7 separate regions of the Mus musculus genome follow, and regions 1, 2, 3, 5, 6 and 7 are each linked to region 4. The links are chromatin contacts, called in public HiChIP or PLAC-seq and promoter capture Hi-C maps. All regions are on one chromosome and are shown on one strand. The core of a region is the stretch at or near the end of the contact, and the rest is flanking DNA. Distances in the headings are between cores, read along the strand shown.

The links. Promoter capture Hi-C pulls out the DNA fragments that hold promoters and counts their contacts. HiChIP or PLAC-seq counts read pairs in DNA pulled down with a chosen protein or histone mark. Capture Hi-C pulls out chosen DNA fragments and counts their contacts.
Region 1: a contact with region 4 is called in a promoter capture Hi-C map of liver, with 4 times the contacts expected there. The contact joins the promoter of Upf3a here to the promoter of Ing1 in region 4. A contact is called at or near these places in 3 of 39 promoter capture datasets (the C10 cell line, erythroid cells and pre-B cells), 2 of 484 Hi-C or Micro-C datasets (CD4 T cells and embryonic stem cells), 2 of 115 datasets of contacts at active chromatin or transcription factors (astrocytes and double positive thymocytes) and 2 of 9 other capture datasets (adipose tissue and liver).
Region 2: a promoter capture Hi-C map of stem cell-derived epiblast-like cells shows a contact between it and region 4, with 4 times the contacts expected there. The contact joins the promoter of Cdc16 here to the promoter of Ing1 in region 4. A contact is called at or near these places in 7 of 39 promoter capture datasets (the 3T3-L1 cell line, the HPC-7 cell line, hippocampal neurons and 3 more), 1 of 484 Hi-C or Micro-C datasets (CD8 T cells), 1 of 115 datasets of contacts at active chromatin or transcription factors (thymic regulatory T cells) and 1 of 9 other capture datasets (adipose tissue).
Region 3: a contact with region 4 is called in a promoter capture Hi-C map of adipose tissue, with 2.6 times the contacts expected there. The contact joins the promoter of Arglu1 here to the promoter of Ing1 in region 4. A contact is called at or near these places in 2 of 39 promoter capture datasets (erythroid cells and liver), 1 of 484 Hi-C or Micro-C datasets (regulatory T cells), 1 of 115 datasets of contacts at active chromatin or transcription factors (pro-B cells) and 1 of 9 other capture datasets (adipose tissue).
Region 5: an H3K27ac HiChIP or PLAC-seq map of thymic regulatory T cells shows a contact between it and region 4, with 11 times the contacts expected there. The contact joins the promoter of Efnb2 here to the promoter of Ing1 in region 4. A contact is called at or near these places in 1 of 39 promoter capture datasets (liver) and 3 of 115 datasets of contacts at active chromatin or transcription factors (pro-B cells, regulatory T cell precursor and thymic regulatory T cells).
Region 6: a promoter capture Hi-C map of liver shows a contact between it and region 4, with 3 times the contacts expected there. The contact joins the promoter of Erich1 here to the promoter of Ing1 in region 4. A contact is called at or near these places in 2 of 39 promoter capture datasets (liver and pre-B cells), 1 of 484 Hi-C or Micro-C datasets (B cells) and 1 of 9 other capture datasets (liver).
Region 7: a contact with region 4 is called in a promoter capture Hi-C map of pre-B cells, with 2.9 times the contacts expected there. The contact joins the promoter of Rasa3 here to the promoter of Ing1 in region 4. A contact is called at or near these places in 2 of 39 promoter capture datasets (liver and pre-B cells), 4 of 484 Hi-C or Micro-C datasets (B cells, CD4 T cells, CD8 T cells and 1 more), 1 of 115 datasets of contacts at active chromatin or transcription factors (thymic regulatory T cells) and 2 of 9 other capture datasets (adipose tissue and liver).

The regions. Positions count from the first base shown.
Region 1 is chr8:13,783,663-13,787,550 of GRCm38.p6, forward strand. Upf3a (UPF3 regulator of nonsense transcripts homolog A (yeast)) reads left to right here and starts at 1,953. Exons shown (of 9, transcript NM_025924.2): 1 at 1,953-2,222; 2 at 2,485-2,591; 3 at 3,703-3,809. The coding sequence starts at 2,022. It overlaps Gm46032 (a long non-coding RNA gene), which reads right to left and starts at 1,394. Exons shown (of 2, transcript XR_001778519.2): 1 at 63-1,394.
Region 2 is chr8:13,755,565-13,758,960 of GRCm38.p6, forward strand. It overlaps Cdc16 (CDC16 cell division cycle 16), which reads left to right and starts at 2,092. Exons shown (of 18, transcript NM_027276.3): 1 at 2,092-2,290. The coding sequence starts at 2,243. The region is part of intron 1 of Gm46032 (a long non-coding RNA gene); the gene reads right to left.
Region 3 is chr8:8,689,114-8,692,726 of GRCm38.p6, forward strand. It overlaps Arglu1 (arginine and glutamate rich 1), which reads right to left and starts at 1,424. Exons shown (of 4, transcript NM_176849.3): 1 at 864-1,424. The coding sequence starts at 1,204. It overlaps Mir7654 (microRNA 7654), which reads right to left and starts at 1,049; the gene lies at 980-1,049.
Region 4 is chr8:11,554,754-11,558,488 of GRCm38.p6, forward strand. It overlaps Ing1 (inhibitor of growth family, member 1), which reads left to right and starts at 1,704. Exons shown (of 2, transcript NM_011919.5): 1 at 1,704-2,292. The coding sequence starts at 2,157.
Region 5 is chr8:8,658,772-8,662,633 of GRCm38.p6, forward strand. It overlaps Efnb2 (ephrin B2), which reads right to left and starts at 2,471. Exons shown (of 5, transcript NM_010111.6): 1 at 1,713-2,471. The coding sequence starts at 1,843.
Region 6 is chr8:14,088,989-14,092,403 of GRCm38.p6, forward strand. Erich1 (glutamate rich 1) reads right to left here and starts at 1,339. Exons shown (of 6, transcript NM_001034862.2): 1 at 1,253-1,339. The coding sequence starts at 1,274.
Region 7 is chr8:13,675,588-13,679,459 of GRCm38.p6, forward strand. Rasa3 (RAS p21 protein activator 3) reads right to left here and starts at 2,000. Exons shown (of 24, transcript NM_009025.2): 1 at 1,806-2,000. The coding sequence starts at 1,860.

The sequences.
Region 1 (3,888 bases), core at 703-3,202, 2.2 Mb after region 4:
GATCAAAACAAAAGCAAAATCCAGTAATGTAAATAATTTATAATCTAATGTCTGGGACTTACTCATGATCTTCCGGGCTCCAGGGGACTTGGGCAGCTCCATGTCTCAGGCTGGCTCTGCCATCCACAACTCACAGCTTGTCTGGTAGGCTTAAGTAGGCTCCACTCCTCACCTGACATGGTCCTGCAGTCCTAGCATCTCCAGCATGCTGGAGTTTCTACTGCCTCTCCTGGCTCTTTCCAGTTTCAATCTCAGCTCATTTCTGTGACCTCTTAAATCTTGCAGCGTTCATGCCTACACAATCAGTTCCACTATGTGGGGTACACATTACCAAGTCAGGTTTCCTGCTTGAGATAGCCTTGACTGCATCTGGACTGCAGTGTCTGTGTGCTGACCTTTAGGAAGTATATCCAGAAAATTGCACTTTGATGATGCTGGTCTTATTAATCACAACTGATTCTTCATCCCCAGCTAACCATCATTATTTGTCCCAATAAAGGTAGATTCTTAATCCAAATATCACAAGAACATCCCTGGTATCCCTCTGATACTTCATAATGTCTCTCTTCTTTCAATGGTATCTTTCATGTTTCCACAACTCATTACACTCTGAACACTGACCAAAAGCAACTTGTGGGAGGAAGAGATTTAGTTCCTCTTCTAGCTCTCTGGTCACATCCCTCAGTGAGGGAAATCAGAGAAGAAATTCAAGTAGGAGTTTGGAGGCAAGAACTAGCAGGGCCACAGAGAATGCTTATTGGCTTTATTACAAGCAAGGTCCAACTGCTGTGGGACCCTTTCACGTCCATTAGTCAAGAAACTGTTCCACAGGCCAATCTGATGAAAATAATGCCTCAACTCTTTCCTCTTCACAACCAAGTGACTATTTTGAGTCAAGCTGACATAAACTAACCAGCAGTTTGCCAGACAGGTGAAAGGGTGTTGGGTCAGGCACACAGGAGGACAGTCAATGGCTTTATCTTTAAGGGGGCAAAAGCCAGCCCGAGATAATTTTGGCTCCAAGCTTGTAATGTTCCAACTTTCTTCCATTGTGAAGTTACTATCCATCGACCTTGTACTATCTTAACAACTGGGTATGGGTTGGTTTTTCCTGACAACTCGTCGTCCACATTTTTATCAGCCTCTCACACGTGTGTTTTCTTCCTAATAAAGGTTAAGAGGCTATCAGAACTTCTGGTCAGTGTAACTGGTTATTCCAAACTGAGCTGGTTCAAGTGATGGGCTCAGTCCTAGCTTTCTTTGCAACACGAAATACTGGAAAACCGCTCTTGCCCAGGCTTTTATAGAACTCTCGATGTTTGAGGCCTGTTTGACGCAGACCTAAACGGTTTTGAGTCTTTGGCTTATTTAAAACGTCACATTTCAGGAGTGCCACGATCGATTTCTGAAAATCTCTCATTCTCCTTTACCATTAACGTAGGGAGAATGGTGCTATACATCATTGAGCACATGGGAAAACTGTATTGTTCGTATATCTGCTACAAATAAAATAAAAATAAAAAGCCAGACGCCTTTAATCCCAGGAGGCAGAGGATCTCTGAGCTCCAGGAGAGCCAGGTCTACAGAGTGAGTTCCAGGACAATCAAGGCTACACAAAGCCCTGTCTCAACAGAGAAAACGTGTAGGAGGGAGGCGGAGGGCAGAGTGGGGCGAGGAGAGCGACGGGTTTACTTTCGGTACTGTCCCAGTGACTCCGGGTGGACCGGGGGCTCCCAGTCCCCACCGCAGGTCAGCAGCGCACGGGACGTCCGGAGTGAGCATCTGCTCTCCGCGTGGCTGGCAGCACCGATCTCCTTCACCGTCGCCGCCGTTCTAGGACGTCCGCTGTCTTTTAAAAACTGCCGCGCTGCCCCCTACAGGCGCGGGCCAGCATTGGCACCGCCCCTTCCCTGTCAGGGCCGGGGAGGGGACACTGAACACCGAATTCCAAGGGAGGGGCTGCCTAGTCCTCGCGAGGCTTCGTTCTCGCGGAGGTGGCGGCGGCCGGCCGGCCGGTGGGGATGCGCTCGGAAGAGGGGGCCGGAGGCTTAGGCGCAGCCCTGGCTGCGCGGGGCCCGAGCTGGAGGGAGAAACTATCGAGCTCAGAGACCCACTGCCGCCGCGAGTCACCGCGGAAGGAGTCGGCGGCGCCTCCGGCCCCGACCCTAAGTGAGAGCGGGGCCGGCAAGCCTCGCGAGGAGAAGAGGACAGCCCTGAGCAAGGTGGGGGCGGGGCCCGCAAGTCTCGCGAGAGGACGGCTTCTAAGCCCCCCGGTGGGCGGGGCTTGGGGAGGGCGGGGCGGGTTGTTCATCTCAGGGGCGGAGCCTAGTCTCCGAAGTGATGCGGGCTGTTGCGAGCAGTCTGGACTAGGATTAGCGAGTCGGGGTGGAGCTGGGGAGCCGCGGTCCCCCGAGCTCCGGGGAACCTCAGGCTGAGTGGGCGTGGCGGGCGGCAGCACCTGAGTGAACGCAATGGTCATCCCAGGTGGTCCTCCGGCGTCTGCCCCCGGGCCTCACCAAAGAGCAGCTGGAAGAGCAACTGCGCCCCCTGCCGGCGCACGATTACTTCGAGGTGGTGGCTGCGGACCTCAGGTGAGGGCTGCTGCGGGACACCCACTGGTGAAGGATGGAGGACCCCGCGGGCGCTCGCAGTTGCAGTCCCCTCCCAGCTGTCAGTGCACGCCCACGTTAGGAGCGGGCAAGTCACCTCGTCAGCCCGTTACCATGCCTTCCTCGGCGTAGCTTTTAATAAACTGTATGATGAGCAAAACCGGACTGCATCCCTTACACACGTTGAGTCTGGAGTGTTTTCCCTAGTGAGGGACCAGTAACTGAGCCCTGAGAAGTGGAATCTCTCATTGCTTGCACCACCACCCAGCCAGAAGGTTCCCTGCCTGTGGGGATGCGAGCAACGCAGGGCTGACCTAAGCAGCAGATGTCAGTGCCACAGGAATTCGTGGGTTTTCCACGATACTTATTTTTATATCCTTTTATGGTATTCTTTCTCATTTGTGTCATATACGCTTTCCTTTGGGATACCAATTTTGTTTTGTTATTTTTTTTAAAGTCTATTCTAATAAAAATATGAATAATTAAATGGGTATCCTTTGAAAAACCACAGGTGGTTTTCAGGTGGCTGAAGTTTAGAAAAATGGCTAAAAGAACAGTGTGCAATTACTCGGTGTGCAATTCCGGTCCCAGCTTGTAACTTGCACCCTCTGTACGAACAACAGATTTCTCTAAACTTCTGTATTCTTTGTGAAATGGAATGGAATCGTTCCTACCTGTGAAAAGAGTTGTGTGTGAGACGGGGAGAATGATTTAGTTTTTCCTTGGTACGTGGTCTGACACCCATTCAAAATACAGCATGTCATCCATGAAGGAGCCTAGACAAGTCTCGTTCTTGTTCAGATGTACCAGAAATGGCTCTAAAAGTACCCATGGCATGGTGACTTCTGGAGTCTAGTATTTTACCCTTGGCTCTGTACAGAAGAGGCGGTCCTGGATAATTAAGGCTTCAGTTAATGGTTGCTTTATCTTCGGGGTGTTTTGTTTTGTTTTGTTTTTTTGCTAAGGAATATCCAAATTGTTAAAATTTACTGAGACGTGATTCTCGGGCATGAAAAAGTATTTGCTTATTCATAGGAGATAAGGCAGAATCAAGGGCCGTCCGTTTTACTAACCACTGTTGCCTCGGTTTCAGCCTTTATCCTCATGTCTACTCCAGAGCATACATTAATTTTAGGAACCCTGATGACATCCTGCTGTTCAGAGACCGTTTTGACGGCTATATCTTCATTGGCAATAAAGGTCAGTGAGTTTCAGTTAACTTCTCACAGCTAAAATAAGGTCATAAACTCTTACTGTCACGTCATGTGCTGACGGAGCT
Region 2 (3,396 bases), core at 842-3,341, 2.2 Mb after region 4:
TTCCCTGCCATGACAATGTCCTATCAAAGTGTAAGCTAAAGTATACCATTTCCCCCTTACATTGCTTCTTATCAGGTGATAAAGTGATTAGTGCAAAAGCTAGCGATAATAAGTTCCAGCCAGAGCACAGGCTAGAGCCACAGCAAGGAGACACTGACATCCCGTGCCCAATGGCCAGGTAGAGACTGAGGTTTATCCCAGTTAGTCTTTAACAGGTTGGATGTAGAGGCACATCCATACTGGGAAGGGCCTCTGCTTTACTCTGCTGGTTCAAAATCAATCACATCCAGATACTCCTTCCCAAATAAACTTAAGAGTATTGCTGTGCCAGAGCAATTAAGAGCACGCAGTGGTCCAGTCCTTGAGTATCACAGCCCCTCAGGCAAGAGATAAAGGGATTGCATCATAGCTCAACCTACTCTGATGGATACAACAAGAAACATTCAGGTGTTGTTGACACTGGGCCACAAAGTTTATCCTAGAGAACTGCACAGTTGAGTTACACACAAAACAAACCACATACGAACCTCATAGTGTTTTAAGGAAGTTTATACTATTCCCTTGGGCCACATTTATAGCTCTCCTCTGTCACATGGGACCTACCGCCACAGACTGGAGAACTCTATAAAACATCGCAAAGAACAAGGTGGCTTCCGATGAAGAAAAGCATTTAAAGTATCCTCGTGAGCCAAGCACGTCTCAGAATGAAATATTGTACCTCTCAGCTTGCTTGTAGAAGAGGAGATATATTTGTAATTACACACACAGACAAAGTACAGAAAGGATGCAGAGGAGGATATGCTAGGTAGGATATGTTAGGTAGGATATGCTAGGTAGGATATGTTGTAGTCGCTACATCTGGGAAGACAAAGGAAAAGAGGAACTCCATAGTGTTGTTGTAGGCTTTACAGAGAGATCATGGGAAACTCAAGACAATTCAGGAAAATTCACTGCAGACAGGAGAGGCAGATGGGGCTCCTTAATATTCTGCAAGCATACACTTGTGCTTCGTACTGTCGTAAAGAAACCTGCAATGCATTCTGCAAATAGCTCAACACATACACACTGCTAATCGTTTGTTTGTCCCAAGTGTCTCTCCAGGAACAATGAAGGTCTCGGCAGCCTGGGACGGTGCAAACCCAGCTGCACAGAGCAATAACAGGAAGAAGTGCAGGAGACATACGGAGACACAAACCAGTATAATCTCAGGAGTAAGGCTGACCCTTGACCAGAGGCAGTATTAAACTTTGGAATAATTGCCTTTGTTTGCTCTTTATAAGGTTTTCTTGGCTGGAGATGAGATAAAAAGACGGGGTGTTAGAATGTTAATCCGCTTCTTTCTCAGATAACTAGCTCTCTGAATAACATCTGACTTAAAGATTAAATTCCTGTCTTTGATGTTTACCATCTGTGGTGACAGCACAAATTTCCTTTATAAAACAATTCTATTCGTAAAATGAATGAAAACAGCCGTAAATATGGTCAACTATGCCTTACCACACACCCGCTTCAAGTCAATAAGTACGGTTGGATCACTACCTACAAATGGAGAAGACAGGAAAAGTGTGTGTGTCCTTAAAATATTACCCTGTCATACATATGTGTCATTCACAGAAAAGGATGCAGCCAACTGCTCACAGGGGTGAGAGCAGAACATTTGAGTGGTACCAGTCTCTATACTTTCAAAAGGCTGCACAGTGCACAGAATGGAATTTTAAGAACACAAAATACCCTGTGTGGTGATGGACCTCTTTATTTCCAGCACCCAAGGAGGTGTGTTTGTGTGTGTGTGTGTGTGTGTGTGTGTGTGTGTGTGTGTAGGAGTCTGAAAGTAAGAGGCCAGTCTGGTACCCAGGGACAGCTCTGGACCACCCAGGACTGTAGAGAGAAAAATTCGATCTTAAAAATATCCGGTAGGGAGAAGGGTAGCTATAGAAGCGTCTCTTCCACTCCCGGAAGGCACGGAGTCCCGCTAGATCCCTTTTCCCTCCCGGACAAAGGCGAACAGGTTAGGACTAGGAGCTGGCGCCCAAGATCGCCACGGAACCATTAGAGTGGGCACACACCCGACGGGGGGAACGCTTTTGCACGGGACTTCCGGGGTAGGGCCTGTCGGAGCGGAAGTGCCGTGTGGCGCGCGGGGTCTGGTCCGGGCGGTGGTCGGCGGGCTTGGGTCCCTCGACACCCCGGGGGCGCGCGGAGGCTCGAGAGGGCGTCGGGTGCCTGCCCTGGCCTCGCGGCCATGAACCTGGAGCCGCTGCGCAAACGCGTCCGGCAGTACCTGGACCAGGTGCGCGGCGGGGGGCCGGACGCTGGGCTTCGGGGCGGTGGGGCCCGGCGGGGAGCGCGGCCCCGATGGCTCCGATCCTGCGTGGACTGCGGGAGCAGGGCTGGGCTGGGCTGGGACGGCTGCACTGGGACCTTGGAATCTGGCCGGACCGTAGGACATTTGGGAGGATTTAGTTGTGTTTCTTATTGGACAGAATACTTGGGAAGACAAGCTAGCTGTCTCCAGTTAGGACTGGAAACAATACCCCGTGCTGGATCTTCAGCCTCCGCGCTGCTCTCGAGTGGACAAGCCGGGACTATTCGAGGGAAGGGGTGTCTCTGGGGTCCACGTCATTGTCATGTCATTTGGTTTTTTGCTAAAATGCTTGCTCTCCCGATAAATGGGAAACGGAAGAGATGCTAAGTGAATGAGCCAGAGGTTTGCACTTCGCTGGAAGGCTGCGTGCTAAGGGGCAGTCGGTTTGTGATTATTTTCTTTGGCACTGAGATGTAGAGAGGACAATGTGGGCCTCTTTTTTCACTCTGGGGGCATCTGTTCAGAGCAGATTCTCGGGTCCATAAGACTTTCTCCTGGCTACTCATTGGGCTACCCTGTTCTGACTATATCCTGAGGAACTGAGGCAGAGGCAGTAAGAGCTAGGGATCAGCACTAACCAGGACAGATTCCTGAGTGTCTTTCCGCTGTCAGATTAAGTGTTGTTAGAGTTGACTACAGGGGGCGACATTGCCCATGACCAGTGACTGTTAAGGGTTATGGGTTTAATTGTGAAATATTTGAATCTAGTGCTCTGCTAGATGCTACTTTAGGATTCATTTGAGCTTGTGGGAAGTGTTATTACATAAATGTCAGTATCAGAAGTTCTAGATGACTGCATTTCAATCGCTTATGCACTGTTTTAGATACTAGCTGATACATTTTTGGTAGTGTATGAGTTAAACTGCTATCTTGAATTGTATATATGAAGTTCTTACGGTAATGACGACCTAAAACTCACACTAGCTGAGCTGTAAAATACAGGTGATTGGTGGGCCCCGTGCTACATCTAAGAACGTGTTGTAGTGAGTGGTGGATTTGGTGTGTGGATTTATATTAGTCGACTGTGGGGG
Region 3 (3,613 bases), core at 174-2,673, 2.9 Mb before region 4:
GGTGTACTGAGAAACAGTACAAGCCAAGACCCCAGTTCCACTACAGTGCTTCGCTGTGTTCAATCCCTTACCTCCCTCCTAGGGGCTTCTGGAAAACCTGCCTACCACAAAAATCTGCCTTCTATTTTTTTGCAGAAAATAGAAACCCCTACACAAGTCATATACACAAACTACCTAGTTCCTGCTTCATAACCACTTATTCAAGTCTTCAGTTAATTACTCCGGAAACGATGGCTGGCTTAACAGGGAACACATATGCTTAGTATTATTGCTCCACGTGGCTGGGGCGGGGGGGGGGAGGGGGGCTGGGCACATCTTTTTTAAAAAAGTACTTCACAACGTTCAAGTTTACTCTGGTTGGGTCATCAACACCTACTTTCACATCGAAAGCCGCCTCACTCAAAACCACGTGATCTTCCCCCAAATTTCAAGTCCAGTCCCCTGATGGGAACCGGTTTTGCCCTAAGTGAAAAATTCGGATAAGAGCGCTCTGAAACTAGAAGCATTTAGGCGGGCAAACAGCAGGGTCAACAGTAGGGTCAAGCATGCTCACTAGAGGGGCTGAGGCCAAGACAAAAAAGAGAGGGGCCGGAGAGGCACCCCGGGTGTCCGCTGCAACTTTGTGCATCTGTCTTTGAACGACCGTATGAAAGGAGGTTCAGAAAGGGCCCACACTCTCAAGCCGGGCGCGCCCCGGGACGGACCCCCGCACAGGTGCCCTGCGCTCCAACGCCTCGGGCCCGGGGATCCGCAGCCCCGCCAACCTCCCGCCTCGCGCCCTCAACTCGGACTTCCGGGCCGGCGCTCCCGCCCCACCCGGCCCCCGTGAGCGCGCCCCGCGCCTCCAGCCGCGCGCCCCTCACATTTTTCGCTGTCGCTCGAACTCCGCCTTCTTCTCCTCCTCCTCGCGCTTCTGCTTCTCGTCCAGGCTGCTGCGCTTGCTCACCGTGCGCCCGAAGATGTCGATGCGGTCGGGCGGGGACGAGGCGCGCTCCCGCTCGCGCCGGGATGCCGCCGCGTTGGTGGAGCGCGAGCGGGAGCGCGACTCCCGCCGCCGGTTCCGTTTGCTCTCCCGGGACTTGGAGCGCTTCCGCACCCGCTCCTTGTCCCGCGAGCGCGAGCGCGAGCGGCTGCGCTTCTTGTTGTGCTTGGAGCTCTTGGTGTGCTTAGAGCGGGACGAGCTCCGGCTCCGCGACCGGCCCATCCTCGCGCCGCGCGGCGCCCGCCGCCTGTCGCCCGCTGCCCGCCGCAGGCCGCCCCCTCGCCGCTGGGAAGCGCGGCCCCCCGCCCGCGGACCCTCCGCCTCGCCCCAAGCGCACCCGCCACGCACACGGCCGCCTCCGCCGCGAAGGCCTAGCAGGCCCGGCCCGGAGTCCCTAAGATGGCAGCTGTGGCAGCACCGGCCGCCCTTCCCACAATGCCCCGCGCCGAGCGTGCCGGCACGAGCCCCGCCCCCTGACGACGTCGCCTAGGAGGGCCGGCGAATGCGGCCGAGCGCGCTCGGCTCTTTCCGCCGCTGCGTGGCAACTAAAGAGAAGAATGCTGGCCAGCCTTCAGGTCTTTAACTTTCACCTCAACAAGACCCACGAAAACCTTAGGAGTTGGAGAATATTTATGATGAGCCTTGGCTGAAAGACAGGATAAGGCCCGAGTAATTGGGAAAGTCCTGTTGTTTCCTTAGCCAGCATTGAGAATGTATCAATTGTGAGTTGGATGTGGTGGTACATGCCCAGAATTTTAGCCCCTAGAAGATGGATCAGAAGGACCAGTTGTCCAAGGTCAGCCTTGGCTATTTAGTAAGTTGGAGGCCAGCTGGGGTTGCACACATACATACATACATACATGCATGCATACATACCAACCAGAACAATTAATAAATTGTTAATAATTTATTGTAAACAAACAATAAATTAGAACAATGCCCAGAGGAGTCCCAAGTTTTCTTAAGAATGTATATGTTAGAGCCAGTTAAATGCTCTTAATAAAGTTTTATTTAAAAGGTTACAGTTTTGTGGATTTTGCCAGCCTGGACTACATAATGAGCTCAAGGCCTAGTCCCAGAGAGCAATAGCTCTCTTTAAAGACATCGAAAAGAAAAATGGGTAGTGGCCTATCTCAATGAGTCTTTTAGTTTTTGAGCTGCTATAGCAAAATACCAATGACTCATTATTTTATACCCAAGAGAAAGTTGTTTCCTACAGTTCTGGAGGCTGAGAACTCTATTAAGTAGTGGATCTGTTTGTGCTAAGGATTCTGTCTGAGCTTCCAGCAGGAGACCTTAGGAGGGGAAAAGAATGCATAAGATAAGGGTTCCCTTGTAAACATCTTAAGAACACTAGGCCAAAAAAACCCCAACCAAACAAAACACACACACACAAAACACACTAGTTGCATTTTTTTTTAAACCAAAGCCCCAGGGCTTACTCTCTTTCCCAAAGGGCCCACCTTTTAATGCTGAAACATTGCATATTAGGTCCAATTCATGAAGTTTAGAGGAAGGGTTCTTCTGGAGGTTCAAAGGCAGTAAGGATTCCACTCTACCTCTCTGTATGTGTGTGTATGTGTAGGTTTTTTTGAGACAGTTTCTCTCTGCAGCCCTGGACAGCTCTGTGGTCTATCATGGAACTAGCTTTGTAGTCCAGTTTGATCTGGAATTCAGAGATCTGCCTGCCTCTGCCTCCCAAATGCTGGGATTAAAGGCGTACACCATCACCATCGTAGCCTCATTCTTTCTTTTTATGTGTGTGTGTGGTGCTGGGGATGTAACCCAAGGTCTTTTTTTTTTTTTTTTTTTTTTTCTGAGACAGGGTTTCTCTGTGTAGCTGTCCTGGAACTCACTTTGTAGATCAGGCTGGCTTCGAACTCAGAAATCCGCCTGCCTCTGCCTTCCAAGTGCTGGGATTAAAGGCATGTGCCACCACTGCCCGGCATAAACCAAGGTCTTGAGCAAGTGCCCTGGCCCGTACCACCTTCTTATGAGAGTTGAGTGTAGTTTCCCTCCAGGCTCCAGAGCACCCTCATCTTCATGACATCTGCAGACATTCCATCCTGTGTTTCAAGATAGACAGGAGTTTGAGGGTAACACCACCATCAGACTTTCAGTACCTTAGCTGGCTGTCAGTCACTTTAGCAATATTCTGTCTTGCTGAGAAATTCCCCTTGAGAGAGGCACAGTCCCCTGATCTGCCTTTCAGCAGTGAACCCATGCCAGGCCCAGCACCTGGAACACAGGGTGAGGGGACATTTGGCTAGCATCATGAATCAGTAAATAAATACAACAATCTTGTCTGGCCTCCATAGTAATGTAAAACAGCTTTCTAGAGAATTTTAAATGACAGGATTTTGCACACCTTCAACCCAGAGTAAGCCACTTTCATCACAGCTCTCTCTGGTCATTGAATCTGGAGAACTCTAACTTCCAAAAACTACCTTTTGTTTCAGTCTGAAACTGTTCTTTTCTGAACAATGCAAACAGCCTTTCCCCTAAAGATAAATGACCAGATATCTAATTCTTCATCTGAAATGGAGGCTGGGAGATCTAATACCATCCCAGGTTAATTTTAAGTGTATTCAGAACAAAAGAAGGCTCTCAGCCCGGCCATGGTACTTTAAT
Region 4 (3,735 bases), core at 454-2,953:
TCTGGTTTTGACTAGGGCTGAAAGCAGTTGGTTCTGCTAGTAAAAACCAGCACCAGACAGCCAAGCGAACTTCCTCCTGCAGAAATGCACTGCCCTGTGCTTCAGAAGCAAACGACCCAATCTGAACGATCTAACTCAACTGACAGTCTCTGGCTGCGTTATGACCCTCCACAAGACTCTATTTAAGATATACAGCGTTGGAAATGTCGTAGATGTCACGGGGTTGCATGGAGTACTTTCACACCTGCCGAAGGGGGTAGGGCATCACAGTGTTTCCTGAACCTGTTCCAAATCCTTTCCAATTACACCCTCTAGTTCTGAAGCGGTGAGTCTTGTTCTGCCGGAGGATGAATGCCTGAGGCTGAAACACGGCAAACTCCAGATGGCTGAAGGCTGCGAGCTGACCCGGCGCAGCAGACACCGCAGGCGAGGCAGAGCGCCATCACCAGCCCTGCGCACCTGAGGCCACAGCAGCGGGTCCACCGCTCTCGCCCAGGCGGCCGAGCAAGATTGAGGACCTGGGACTCAGAGGGGCGAATAGGACAGCCGCACCACAGTCCCAGCCATACAAAGGCGCGAATGTGGCGACCACAGGCCAGGCTCCGCCCCAGGGCGGTGCCTAGGCAGGAAGAGGGCGGGACCGCCGGGGCCCGTCGCCTAGGCAACCCCTCGCTCTGCCCGGGCTTTTCAGAAAGCCCTAAATCCGGCAGCTGTGGGGGAAGGGCGGGATGGGAAGCTGAAGGTTGTGCTCCCCTGCGGGAAGCACACTGCGGTGCCCGCTGCCAACTCAGTGTGACGAGGACATGGGCAGCCTCAGATGCGGCAGGGAGGGGAAGAGCTAGTTAGGATCAGAGAAGAGCTGCTCCCGCCAGCCCGCCCACCGTAGATCTCCGCGCTGAAAAGAGCACCCCTCGGGGGCCCCTTTGTCTCCAGGCCATTCTAAACCCAGCACCGGGAGGCGACACAAAGGGACGATGGGGGCGGAAGGCGCAGGCGCGTGGAGGCGCCGAGGATGCTGGGAGTGGTGGTCCCTTTGCGTGTCGATAGCTGCCCTCCCGCGCGGGTCCGCATCCATCGCCAGGGAGCTGCGCCTGCGCGTCCACTTCCGCCTCGCTCGGCTCCGCCCGCTCGTCCCTCCTGGAAGAGGACAGCTCTCTAGTACTAGGCGTGCGGGGGGCGTTGCCGATCCCACCACACCTCCTTCTCGTCCAGATTGGCCGCAGAGGTAAGAGTCGCAAGGGGATTGGCTGACGCCGTTGCCATTTCTGTTCGGGGGCCCTATTTATACCGCGCTAGGAGGCGGGGGAATGCAGTTAACCCAGCGGAGGGTGGCTCTTCTCAGGTTAGTCGGTTTGAAGGCAGCGATCTGGAGGCTCGTCCGGCCCCGGCGTGTCTCGAGGAGCAGGCTAGCACCCCGCGGTTCCCGGCCGGCGTGCGGCTCCGCCCAGTAGGTCCGCCACCGAGTGTCAAACTCCTAGTAAAGTTTCGCGTCGCCGGTCTCCCCTGCCCAGGCGACCCCGCCGCTGTCCCCTCGGCGACCCTGGCCCCCAGCGACAATGACAGGCCACGCCCCCGCGCGGGCCGGCCTCGCGGCCCGCCGCCCCCCGGCCCGGGACGGTGAGGGGCGTGAATGCGGTGGGGGCGGGGCCGCCTCCGGGAGGAGGGGTGGCGGGGCGCATGCGCGCTGCGCGCGGGGCTGAATGTTTCCCAAGTGTTTGAAACTGGTATTTGGGTTTTCCACGTTGGACAAGTGCGGCGAGGCGGGCGGCGGAGCGCGCCCTTCCCGCAGCCGGCCCCGCTCTCTCCGCTCTCCACGCTGGTGGCGGGTGGGCGGCGGTGGCCGGCCCTCTTTGGGTGTGTGCGCGCTAGTACGCACGGCCCCCCGCGCCGCCCGCCGCCCGGGAGGGGGCCTGCACGGCCGGCGGGGTGTGCGCTTGAGCTTCGGCCGCCGCGGCCCGCGCCTGCAGGCGCCGGGGTCCCCGCGGCCCCGGAGGCGGCGCGGCAGGCGCCAGATGTAGCCGCCGGCCAGCCCGGCCGGAGCGGCGGGGGGGCGCGGAAGGGCGAGAGAGCTTTGCATTTTGCAGTGCTGTTTGAGGGGGGCGGGGGGTGGAGGAAGCGGAAAGCCGCCGAATCGCCGGGGACCTCCGGGGTGAACCATGTTGAGTCCTGCCAACGGGGAGCAGATCCACCTGGTGAACTATGTGGAGGATTACCTGGACTCAATCGAGTCACTGCCTTTCGACCTGCAGAGGAACGTCTCGCTGATGCGGGAGATCGACGCCAAATACCAAGGTACGGCGGGTGATGGATGGGCGGGGGCGGCCGCGTCCATCCCTGGGTCCCGGCGGCGAGGCTGACCGGTCCTGCTGGAGCCGGAGCGCCCGGTAGCGTCCTCGGAGGGCTAGGAACAAAAGGTCTGGAGCGCCTTTGATACGCCGAGGTCCTTGTGTACCGAGCTCCGGGACATGGAGAAGGAAGGAGCGCGAACGGCTGGCTGCAAGGCTGCGCGACCAAAGCGCTCTTTGTAGTGAAGTGATGAGGCGGTGCTGCGGGGGAGGGGGCGCGGGGCTCGGCCGCGTCCTCGGGGAGGGGGTGAAGGCGGCCGCGCGAGGTGGAGTGCTATGCGGGCGCCGCGGCCGTAGGGCGCGGGCACCGGGCTAGAGAGAGGGCTGCGGGCCGTACTCCGGCGGAGCTGAGTGCGGGTCCGGAGAGTCGCCGCCTCCCGCCAGGTTCTGGTTCTAAGTGTTACATAAAGTACTGGGCAGTCCTGACTCGGGGTCGCGCGATCGCCCAGGCCCTGCTCTCCTGGGCCCTCTCTTGGCTCTGGACAGGGCTCCGGGCCGACTGCGAGGGGCGCCGGCGCGGTGTGTCTTGGGGAGGAAGAGGGTGAAAGGGAGGATCGCAGCCGACTAGGTGTACGACTGCGCTGCGATCGGTGGACGCGAGCTGGGCTCTGGCTGGAGAGGAGCGGGGCAGGTGAGGGACCTGCAGCCCACCCGAAGACCCGGGCTGCCCAGAGTGGCGAAGAGGCGGAGCCTGCGTGCCCGCCGGGAACTGTTGGCTGTTGGGGAAACTTTGCTGTGAGGTCAGGGGGCTCTGTTTTGAACGTGGATGGCCGCTCGGAGTTTACTCTTGTTTACAGAACTGCGCAGCAGGGAAACGGAAGAGTTGGGGGTGGTGGAGGGCCACTGCCCAGCACTGCATACAGAGACTTGCTGGGGAAAGCGCCCCTGCGCGCTCTATCCGAGATGCAGCTTCGCAGCTCGGTTTATAGGAGAATCATTAGCATATTGCGGAACGTTCCGCCTCTGCGGCCCTTTGATTGGTCGCAACATCCCCCGTGGAATGTCCTTATCATTGTGCTACAGAGTCATTGGGGGGCGGGCAGTATGGGGGCGGGCTTTGCTCGGGACTCGCTCCAGTCTGTGTTTCCGCTGTCTGCTTTTTTTTTTTTTTTTTTCCTCTGGTAGAGGGCCGGGCGGAGAGAGGAGGTGAGTTGATTTGAATGTCTTCGGGTCGCCCGTCCTCTGGCCTTGGGTTGGCTCCTGTCGCTGCTGGGGCGGGCCACCGTCGCTGGCTCTGCGCGCTGATTGGTGTACCTCCTGGTCTCCGCCCTCAGCGTCGTCGACTCACATAGGCTTCGGGCGGGGCGGGGCAGGGCGGGGCGCGCTTCCTGAGTCTCGTAGGCTGGAGTGGATCGCGGCCACTTTCCGGCTGCGAGGCTATGGCGGCGGT
Region 5 (3,862 bases), core at 1,221-3,720, 2.9 Mb before region 4:
GTCACTATGAACAGAAAAGATGGTTATGTTACTCAGAAGGGGTTTAATGGGAATTTCTTTAAATTAGACTTAAATATAAATATTAAATCTAGGCAGTGGGGGGGGGGGGGGAGACTCGGCCTCCCCAAAAGAGGCTGTGAGTGAAAGTGCAAAGTGGAGAGAGGGAGGCAGCCCAGGGAAGGGATGGGGGGATGGGCGCGCTCATAGCTAGCATTCGGCAGGGAAGGGTGACCTCTGTAGGCACCGCGAGCGTCAGCAGCAGCTACCACCAGGGCCCCAGTCCGAATGGCAAAGGCTGCAGCGCTCAGATCCCAGCCAGGCGCCTTCGGGCACCACCAGGTGCCTGTAGATCCCGTGTGGATGCAAAGATACCACGCCAGGAGAGCAAATGCAACACCTTGCTTTAAAAAACAAAACAAAACGAAAAAATTCTTTAACAGATCAAGACTACGTTAGAGGGGGGCCGCAGTAAGTTTAAAACAAGGGCCTCCTGGCAGCAGGCAAAAAAAAAAAAAATGTTTTGAGTCATTTACAACTATAGATTTTTTTGCCCTTTCGAAGGGAAACGTGTTTGGTCAATTATGTTGCTGAATTTGAAATTTACCACTTTCAAGAGAGTAGGTACAATTCTTTGCTTATGTGGTAATTTCAAAAACAATTCGTTCACCTCTACTCTGAAGCCGTGCACCGCACGCTCAACTCCAATTAGGCCATTGATTTTGCTTCTAATCTGAAAGGTCTGACTCCAACCAGGAGCCAGCCGCGTCTCCACGCTCTCCTAGGGCTGAGTCCAGAATTCCGCACAGCACTTTCTGGCGGTGGTTGGGAAATGAGGTAAGAAGCAGCACCCAGGCACGGTTACTGGGGCCATGGCTGCGTATTCCAAGGGATGGCTAGCATTTTCGAAACAAGGAGCGCACTCAGGGAGACCAGACCTGAAAGTTAGTCTCAGGCCTGGTTTTCTCCCGACTGTGCGCTTTGCTAAAAGCAAGTCTGACTCCCGATTCCCCAAGTGCAAAGGCTGCAGCGTTGACTGGGTAGGGCCCTGAAGGCGTCGTTAAAATTAAGCCACCTAAGTGGACCGCGCCGCACTGGACCTAGACCACCAGTTCCGACGCGAAGGGAGAGGCCGACATGCAGAGAGCTCGCCGCCTGAGCTCTCTGGCTGAGCCATCGAGCTCCCCGCGCACATTCGGGCTAGCAAGAAGGCGCCGAGGTATCCCGGCTCAGGGACGCCCCGGGCCCAGCTCCCTTCCTCTAAGGGACGCTCCACCACCCCAGACTCTCAGTTCTTGTCGCCTTCTCGCTGGGCCCCGGCCCGTGGCTCCCGCGCTCCTCGCAAGCGCAGCATCTCTCGGAGCCCGCCAATGTGTGTCTGTAGCCCCGTTAGTGGCAACGTCCTCCGTCCTCGAAAAAGAAAGGAGGCCGGGTAGCGCCATCAGACACCTTACCGGGCATGCCACCAAGTCGCCAGGGCTTTGGGACTCCTAGAGCACTTGAGGTTGGAGCCTAATTAGAGTACCCTTGGAACCCGCGCTCTCAAGATCAACCGGTCCCCACCTAGAGAAATGTGGAAGGGTGGGGGATAGGGGACAGGAGCCCCAGGTTCTAGAAACAGGGTCCAAGGCCTCCTCCCGCCCGGACCATACAGCGTACCCCGGGCGCCGGCCGAGGGCACCGCGGAAGAGAGAAGGCTCGTGGACACCACTTACTTGGAGTTCGAGGAATTCCAGTAGATAGGCTCTAAAACTATCGATCTGGAGATCGCAGTTCTGCACAAAACCATCAAAAGTCCCCAACAGTACTTCCACACAGAGTCCCTCCTGGACCGGGCCATGGCCATGCCCAAGCCGCTCCCAGTTCTGCGCACTCCGGGACGCGTTGGGACCGGCCGCGGGCAGCGACCCCCAATCCTCCGGGGCGGACACGCCGCGCCGCTCCCGCGGTCGCCGAGGCCAGGTGCGCTCACCCTGCGCGTCCCTCAGCGCGCGGGGTGGGGTCGAACGCGCGGGGCGCGGCGGCTCGGCGGACTCGGGGCTCCGGGGCGCTGCGCCGGACGCAGCTGGGACAGTCGGCTCCCGTGCGGCTCCAGGGTGCCGGGCCAGCCGCGGAGGGCGGGCGCGGCGAGGGCACTGGGCCGGGACAAAGGCCCGCAGCGGAGAGACGAGTCGGTGTGAGGCGGCGGGTGCTGCTCCCCGAGAGGGGCCGCCTGACTATAGATCCAGGACAGCGGGCAGTGGCCCGGGCAAGCGAGCGCCGCGTCGGCGCGGTTCCATGTCCTGGAGCGCAGAGATAAAGGGCGCCTCCTGAATCCTCGCAACTCGCGGCCACTAAGCAGTCAGGAGAGCACTGGAACCCCCGCAGGCGTCTGACGCGCGCGGGCCTTTGTGTGCGGGGAGGGCGCCAGGACCCGCTCTGCGCGCAGCTCCGCGATCCGACCGGTGCCTCTGTCCCCGCCGCGGAGAGTCAGCGCGCCGGGCGCGCTGTCAGAGCACTATAAACGCGGGGCCCCGCCCAGTCAAACGCAGCCCATTGGCTCGCCGCGCCGCGAGCGCGCGCTGATTGGGCAGCATTCCCGTCAGTCTGCCGCCCCCTACCCGACACTGGGCACCCAGAGGTAGGGCGCCCCTGACAGGTGAGCCCCGCCCCCAGGACGAGCCCCGCTGGGCGCCGGGCACAGGGTTGGTCGCCTCTTAGCCACTCGCACCAGCAGGGTCACCTCGCCCGGCAAGTGCCTGTGCTGGCGAGTGCCCTCGCTAGGATAGGGCGAGACGTGGTGGACGCAGCGTTCCGCCTTGTGGCGCTCGCTCCCTGCCGCCCCTCGCGCGTATGGCGCCCTGGTACTTGGCGGATCCCTCTGAGCCATTAACTGAGGGCCTTCTAACTTGATTCTGGCACCAAGTGTTCCGGCCCGGTCCGACGCAACTCAAATCAGACTCTCACGAGGCTGAGAGCCTTAGCAGCCCACCGGCAGTGCGAGCCAGTCTGCCGCCCTTCCCGACCCCGAGACCCAACTCCGTGCGCCCGCTCCCTTTCCGGTCCTCTCCCCGCAAGAACAGCGCCTCCAAAGCTCCACTACCAACGTCTGGGAGGACTTTTCTTCACTAGCTCCCGGGACACCCCGCGACCCCACAGTGGCCAGGAAGTTAGGTGTGACCCGGACAACTATCAGTCAGAGAAGTGGCAGTTGTGATACTCGGTTGCTTGCCCAAGACCGATTTTGAAAAACTGAACCACGGCTGTGACTTCTACGGATCCACAGCGCCCACTAGCGCCCACTTTTGCCTCTCCGTACTTCAGAACAAGCCTACCGGTTACAGGATCAAATCTTAAGGATCCAGATATTCCCAAGTCGAAAACCACTTGCTTAAGATGCCCGTTATCAGAGAGAACAAAGTAGGTGGAAGGCACAGTCCCATGTACAGCCCATGGCCCAGCAAAAATTAACCACGTCTCTTCTTACAATGCTGTCCATCAATACCAGAACTTCTTCAAATGGAACTAAGCAGTTTCCACACCGATATCTTTAAAAACAAGCCCCATGATTTAGTTACTAACTACTCCCAACACCCCCCCCGCCCCCTTCATCCTTCTTTAAAACAAATTTCGAGCTTTAAAAAGTGTTGACTTTCAAAAACCTTAATGTAAGTTAGTGTATACTGCAACTACGAATTGGTTTGGAAAAACTCGTTTAAGACCAAAACACAATGTATTGAACACACCAAAATACAGCTTTAAGAAACCCTTTTCTGTAATTACTATTTTTAACTATGCCTGCAATATGATTGTGGGTGGGGAGATGGGATTCACGCTAGGTTAAACAAGGGTTACACACACACACACACACACACACACACACACA
Region 6 (3,415 bases), core at 89-2,588, 2.5 Mb after region 4:
CATCCCCATATAACCACCATGAGGCATCCTAGCTGGCCTTCTCAGGCTTAAATGCCTACTTCCAGGTTTATGTTTTGGGTTCACAAGCCCCACTCTTTGGAAAACACAGTATCCTTCAACTATTTACATTTTACCTGATAATTCTGTCATATAGTCTCTTCAACAGAAAAAGAGACTGTTTTCAGAGAGTAGTTTAGTGTCTGATTAAAACGACCAAAAGCTTTCCTGCATTTTACCTTAATTTACTGAGGTTAAAAAGAGTCTTAAAGTTGGCGAGGTGCTTTATAGATGATATAATTCCTTGCATTTAATGCCAAGTTTTGAAGCATCTCGAACATAGAAGGGAATTCAAGAAGAGAAAGCACAGGGTGTGGCGTCAACCCAGGAAACAGCTGAACCTATAAAGTGTTTGTATCCTCTTCCTTGCAAGGATTAGAAAAAGGTTTTGCTGCTCAGTAAAGAACACTTATGTTCATCTTGAAACACAACATCAGATCAGACTGTTTTGAAAGGGTTATATCTGTCCTTTCTGATCCCTGAGATCATCTTACTTCCAACCCCCCCCCCCGCCCCACCCCCATAAAGTTTGATGAAACTTAAGTCACTGAGGCTGAAGTGGAAAGTCGCTAGTTAAGGATGGGGACTATACTAATTTGTTCATGGTTTTCTTGCTTGCAGAGAAATTAGTTTCCTGCTTTTTAAGCAGATACTTATTAACTATATACAGTTGCCACTAGCCGTCTCCTCCACCTCCCTCCCATTTCACAAGAGAGAAGCATGTTTTAAACACAGAAAAGTCTCATATTCTCTACTCCTATCACATGAACTGCACTTCAGGACCTCAGGGTACTAACCCAGAGATGACTGCAGGCCTGGCTGCCCTAGGTAAAGGCAATCCTCCAGACTCTAGGTCTTGTGTCCTCCACCCACCACCCCAATCCCCATCCCCACGCGCCAGCTCCGCCCCAGCAAAGAAGATCCCAGAGTCCGGTGAGGCCTCTGCTCCACTAGTGTGGTCCAGGGAGAACGAAGGCCCCTAAAAGCTGCGACAGCGCCAGACCCAGCCAGCAGGAAGGGGAAGCCACCACAAGAAGGGTACCTCAGGGCCCAGCATGTCCCATCTTGCCCTAGACACTCAAGGTCCCTGTAGCCCCTACGATCCCTCAGTGCTCAGGGCCATCAGCCTACCACGTCCGCCACCCCTGGGTATCTCGGATCCAGTCTCCGTTCGCGTTCCGCGCTTCCTGCCTACCCTGCTTCCGAAGAGAAGACATACTGGACCCCAGCCGGGATCTCTGGCCCCAGCCGCCACCAGTCGCGCGGCGCTTCCGGATTCCTCTCGTGTAGGCCCGCCCACAATATTAGGAGTGCCTAATCCGGACCCGAATTCCCCGCCGCTGGATGTCAATCATCCATATTCGGGGGCGGATTGGTTCGTATGCGGCCCGGGCGTGGCTTAAACTCTGCCTCTAGGAGCCTGGCTCTGGAGCCTGCGCGGAAGGCAGACGGCCTGAAAGCTCTGCTCCTGTGGTTTGCGGTTTGCCCCTGTGATGGACGTGGGCCAAGACACAGCTGGGGACAGTACCGGCTCTGCACACTTGCGGAACTTGGAGTGCAAGCTGGAGAAAGGTTGCTGAGGAGAGAAGGAAGGTCTGGAGGCTTGAAGCAAGGCAAGGTTCCCCAGACACCTGCAATCCGTTCCGCGCGCCCCTCACCACGTCTGCCAGTTGTACCGCTGCACGGCTGGAGATGCTCCCATCTGTTTCGCGTCTACGAATCCCTCTCATTGTGTCGTCTTCCACTTTGCTTTTAGACCAGCTGTGTTACCGCGCTGGAGCCCTTGTTCCCTGTTGACATTGAGTCTTCACCCTTGAACTGCGTCTTCAGAAACATGACTGCCAAGTTCCTACATGGTCTGCAAGCTGGTGGTAACGTTCATGAAAGGTCAGATAGAGGAGCATGACCAAGAAGACTGTAAGGACCATATTCCAAAGAGATGGGCTCTTTGAAGGGAAATAATGCAGGAGCAAATGATTTGGGTTTCATCTTTGAGAAGATGAAAGAGGAAGACCTGATGTTATGAAGAGAATGCTCAAAACATTTTTAGAGCCTATCTAACGCAGGTTTGGATCTGGAAGGAGAGAAGGCGCGCGGTTGTTGCTATTGCAGGACTCTCTGGAACACTCACTCGGACATCAGTGAGAGTAGAAGCGAAGAGATGTCGCAGATGGACTCAAGCCAGGGTTGCTCCTGAAAGGCTTGGTTGGGCTCCAGTCTGTTGTTTGCGTTTTATACTCTAAAACCACAAGGTGGGGTGGGCAAGCAAGCGAAATTTTACAGATGCCTAAGAGGCAGTCAGCAGGTTGTTAAGGGTAACATAGCCCAATGTTTCTGCTATTTCTCCAGGTCGTTATGTTCCAAGTAGCCAGTAAAGACATGCTTGTCAAATAAGCAGGACAAGCAGTGCTTTGAATAAGTCATGAAATGAATCAATAAATCAGTATTTAATAATAGGTCTCTGCTGCTTTCTTCTACTTTACTGGTAAAGATCATGGAAGAAGCAACTTCAAACGGAGATGTGTAAAATTGATGCATTGAGCTTCGAAGTGAAATGACCCAATGTAAATGTCAAGGAAGTGGCTTCTGTCTCTCGGTTAAAAGGAGGTTGTAGCAGATGAAGCAAAAGTCCATTGCTAGCCCATTGCCATAAGGGAAATGTTGATCGTTAGCATCTGAGTTGTGACATAGAAGGTTGTGGGAAGAGTAGTCAGAGTGTGGATGTGTTTGCAGGCAAAGCAAAGGAAATTTTCTGACTCATCAGATTGGTCTGTGGTAGAAAAGTGAAAGTTTAGAATGGGTTCAGAGTTTTGGTTCAGAAGCTGAAAAGTTGGGGTTTCAGGATCATCATGGGGGGCCTTTGGGAAGCCCTTTGTTAACTTGTGCTGTGTGGCTTTCGATGCATAAACTTAGGAGATCATGGAGGGAACCAGCATGGCCACAATGGTGGTTAAGAATTGAGCCACAAAGACTTCTGGGCTTTGGAAAACTGAGAGATGAGGAGACCTAAGACTGACTAGAGAGGATGACCAGTGACAACTGTCCTGTGGCCACGTCAAAGACGAGATCCCCTGATTCACAGTCGTGTTTGTTCAGGGCAGATCTTTACCACCTTTGGAATCCTAGGCACAAAAGCCTGCCGGTTAAGGAAAACAGAAGGTGCTGGATGTGGACCACCACGCCAGCTTCTACACTCCCAAGAACTCCAGCAAACACCAGGATTCCTGTATCACGCTCAGTTGACCACAAGCACCATTCACTCAGATGCCAGGCTAGCCATGTGTGATTTGTATATTGTTGCACCAGGGAGGCACCATTTGGAGGCCTTGTTGGAGTAAGTGTGTCACTGTGGGTGTGG
Region 7 (3,872 bases), core at 750-3,249, 2.1 Mb after region 4:
TGCAGAGCTATGTTCCCTGCATACTCCATCCAGAGAGGGCAGGATCTATCTGCAGAGCTACTATGTTCCCTGCATACGCCATCCGGAGAGCACAGGGCCACCCCTCTTGAGCAGCCCTGCAGGTAAATACTCTTGAGAAAAAAAATGATGAGGAAAGATAAGGCAGAGACGCCTCTACCCAACCTCACTCACTGCCACCATCCCCCTATGCAGTCAGAGGCAATGAAGGCTCCAATCATACCCTTATTCAACGTCTAGCAACGGAGGAGGGACCTTCTGACTTGTCCCCTCTGCTGCTCCCCTAGTGAAGACCCGATTCCGGCAGACAGACTGAAGTCTTTCCTTCCCTCCTGTCTTATTTACTATGTCATTCTGGAAAAGAAATCCTCTTTGTTTGAATGGAACTAAAACCTTTCCCTGTGTGCACAGTAGCCGATGCTAGGATTGAAGCAAGCACACTGTACTGAAAGGGAAAGAAAGTCTTGGACCCTTCTCACCAACTGACCTGATTCTGCCCCAGCAGTATTCCACAGCAACCTCCCCAGATCCTTGAGCAAAAGGGCACAGCACCCCTGGAGCCTGGTGGACTCACTTGGTCAGAGGATCTGGCTGAAGGAAACTGAAGCTGGCCACCCTCACACAAGTAGTCTTTGCCCACAGAGGACAGAAAGCAGCCCCTTTCCTCAGATGGAAACTGACAGCAATTCCAGGCATAAGAGCAAGAGAAATCCCTCCCGTGCCCTCTGCTCCAGCCCAAACACCACATGCTCTCCGCAGCGCTTCTGAACCAAAGATCAAACTGTCTCGGGCGATGATTCAAAAGCAAAATAAAGCGGACAGGAAGCAACACGCTGATTGCGAGTAGCTGGCATTCTTCAGACAGCATCGAATGTCATCAACAACTGACACCAGGCTGTGACTGTTGCCACCCACTAGGGGCCTTTTCACATGGGAACAGGCCAGTAATGTGGGGCGCAGTTCAGAGGGAAAAGACTACAGGGACGGTGCACTAGGACCCAGAATTCCTTCCAAGAAAATTGGCCCCTGCCCAGTGTGTTAATGACTTGATGTGTAACGGTCACTTCAGAAAACCACTGTAAGGAAGTAGACTCACACGTCACTCACAAGATAAAAAACAACTGGGAAAAACGAAATCTCCAGGTTAAAAAAAAAAAAATCAGGAAGTCCTCTCCAGGTCTCTCCAGTTCCACTTCACTCCCCGTTCCTAGCGTTGCTGCCGAAGTCCCGACCAGCCCAGAGCAGCCTGAATGCCAGGCCTGCCGGCCACAGCTCCCACGGCCAGTTCTCAATGAAAGGAGGGGGAGGTGCTGGTGGCTCCATCACCAGGCCTGCAGCGCGCAGACACCACACACACACACACACACACACACACACACACACGGTCGCGCGCGTGCACGGCCTCGAAGCCTGCAGCAGCCGAAAAGGTGAAGGGGCGCCCCCTCCTTGGGAAATAAGTTCCTGCGCACAACTGTGGAGAGGACACCAGGAGACTGACATCAGTAGACCCGATCCCTGAAGTGGGAGCACCCAGACGGATCCGCGCGTGCTCGTGCATGTAAAGTCAGGCGCCTGGGATCTGGAGCGGTGCTGCGCACACGGACACACGCAGGCAACCACGCGCGCTCACTCCCACAAACAGACGCCCCCTGATACAGGTCCCTCCTCCCCCGCAATGCCACGGAGAACCGGGCAGTCTAGGCGGAGAAACACGAGGAGCCGGTCCAGCCCGGCCGGATACCAAGAACAGGGGTCTGGGGAGTTGCCCACGCCACCGCGGTCCTCACCAATCTTGATCCTCACGCTCTGGAAGACCCGCAGTCCCTCTTCCTCCACCGCCATGCTGCTTGTCGACCTCGCCAACGCGCGAGGGCCCGGCAGCGCGGCCGCAGAAGGGGGACAAGACAGGGGAAGAAGCCGGCAGACGGAGCCGAGCTGCGGATGCCCCCAGAGCCCCGCGCGCTGCGGTCCGCGCTCTGACCGGGTGCACCGCCTCGCGCCCTTCCATTGGCAGAGCTCGGGGGCGGGGCTGCGGGCGCCTTCCTTCGCCAGAGCCCCGATCTTCATTGGCTAAGGCTCTGCATGGGGTGGGGTAGTACGACTCCGCCTACTGTCAAACACTGCATTCCATTGGTCGGGTCTGTAAGGAGGCGGAGGCGGACTCTAAGGCGGGATCGGAAGGGACTTGCCTTGGAGTGCCCCTGAAGCGGTCCCTCTTCACAGCCCTCGCTGGTCCGGTCTCTCTGGACCTGGGACAAAGAGAGATCGTGAGTATTGATCTGTGTTTTGACCGCCAGGTCCCGTAAGACCGACTCGCACTTAAAATCTAAAAAGCTATATTCAAACAAAAGGTATGAAAGGAAAAGATTTCCTCTAGCCCCAGCTTCAGCGACTGAGAAAAGTGACACCTGCCGATCGCTCTGGAGAAATCAGAAGGTGATATGCTGTCAAAGTGAGGGCAAGTGGACCCTGTGCCCAGCAAGCAGTCCCTGCTTACCCTGTGGTGTGCTTGGGCAGCCTCAACGCGGCCCTTGAATTTAGCATTCCAGAACCTTCAAACCTGGTGCTTACTGGCAATTTGATTGGTATGCAACTTTAGAATTGTTGTATCTCTACAACGATACTGTGAGGTCCTATCCCCGATCCCTCCACTAAGTTTTTCCTGCAGCTGGCATAACTCCCAGCTTTCCTAGAGGGCCAAGAGCTCTAGTCCCTCGTTCCTTATAGTAGTCACAGAAGTGTCTCCCAGAGGCCCTGGTGGGTGGGGAGTGGCGGTAGAGATAGCCTCTGCAGTGGGTTTGAAGGAGGCCTGCCTTTCGGTAGGACTGAAAACGGAAGTGGCATCGCTTGAGGAGTCAGGAGGCTAGGTCATTGATACACCAACTGAAAGGTGTGACACAAAAATCCCTTGGTGCTATACGGTAGCTCTCTCACCAGCAGCCAAAGAGCAGAAATACAGTGTATAGGCAGGACACCCAGGAAGGTGCTGGAACTCCAGAGAAGCTGATTTGGAACCCTCCAGAAGCTGCTGTGCCATAGACAGGCTCTGACTGGGAAGAGAGGGAGCCGCTCTGGGTTAACACATCTAAAACCCTGAATCTCCGGCTCAGGAACTCAGCTTAGTGGTAGAGAACTTGGGTAGGAGGCACATGACTGGACAGGGATGGGGGTGGTGGTGGGGAAGGACACAAAATCACCAAAAGACTGCTTTAGCTGGGCTGCTGTACTGTGATAAAGCACCATGACCAAAAACAACTTGGAAACCATAAATAAATAAATAAATAAATAAATAAATAAGATGGGGAGGGGAGAGGTGGTGATCTCAGTGCAGGAGACAGAGACTGGCAGATCTCTGGATTCAAGACCAGCCAGATCTGCAGAGTAAGTTTGAAGACAGCCAGAAGTACACAGAGAAACCCTGTAGTAGACCCTTCTCCAACAAAAGGACTTGGGGAGGAATTGGTTTATTTTCCTCAGAGTTCATCATCAAGTCAAGGCAGGAACCTGGATGCAAGGACTGACAGAAGCAGAAGCCACTGGAGAGCGCTACTTATTGCCTTGTCTGTTGGCTTGTGCAGCCTTCTTTCTTACCCACTCCAGACCACCTGACCAAGACTGGCACTTCCCACAGGGACAGATGCCCGTAGAAGGACTAGACGAGCTAACCCTGAGCTGCCGCAGAGCTAGGCCCTGACAAAAGCGAGGACAGGGGCAGAAAGGGGACCAGGAGCTGACAGGAAAGCTGGTAACCATCAGCATCAAAGAGGATGTGGTAGCATCATGGCCACCAGGACAGGAGAGCCAGGAGAGAGACAGACACTCCCAGGAGAAGGCTTCCCCTGGATTAATTAATA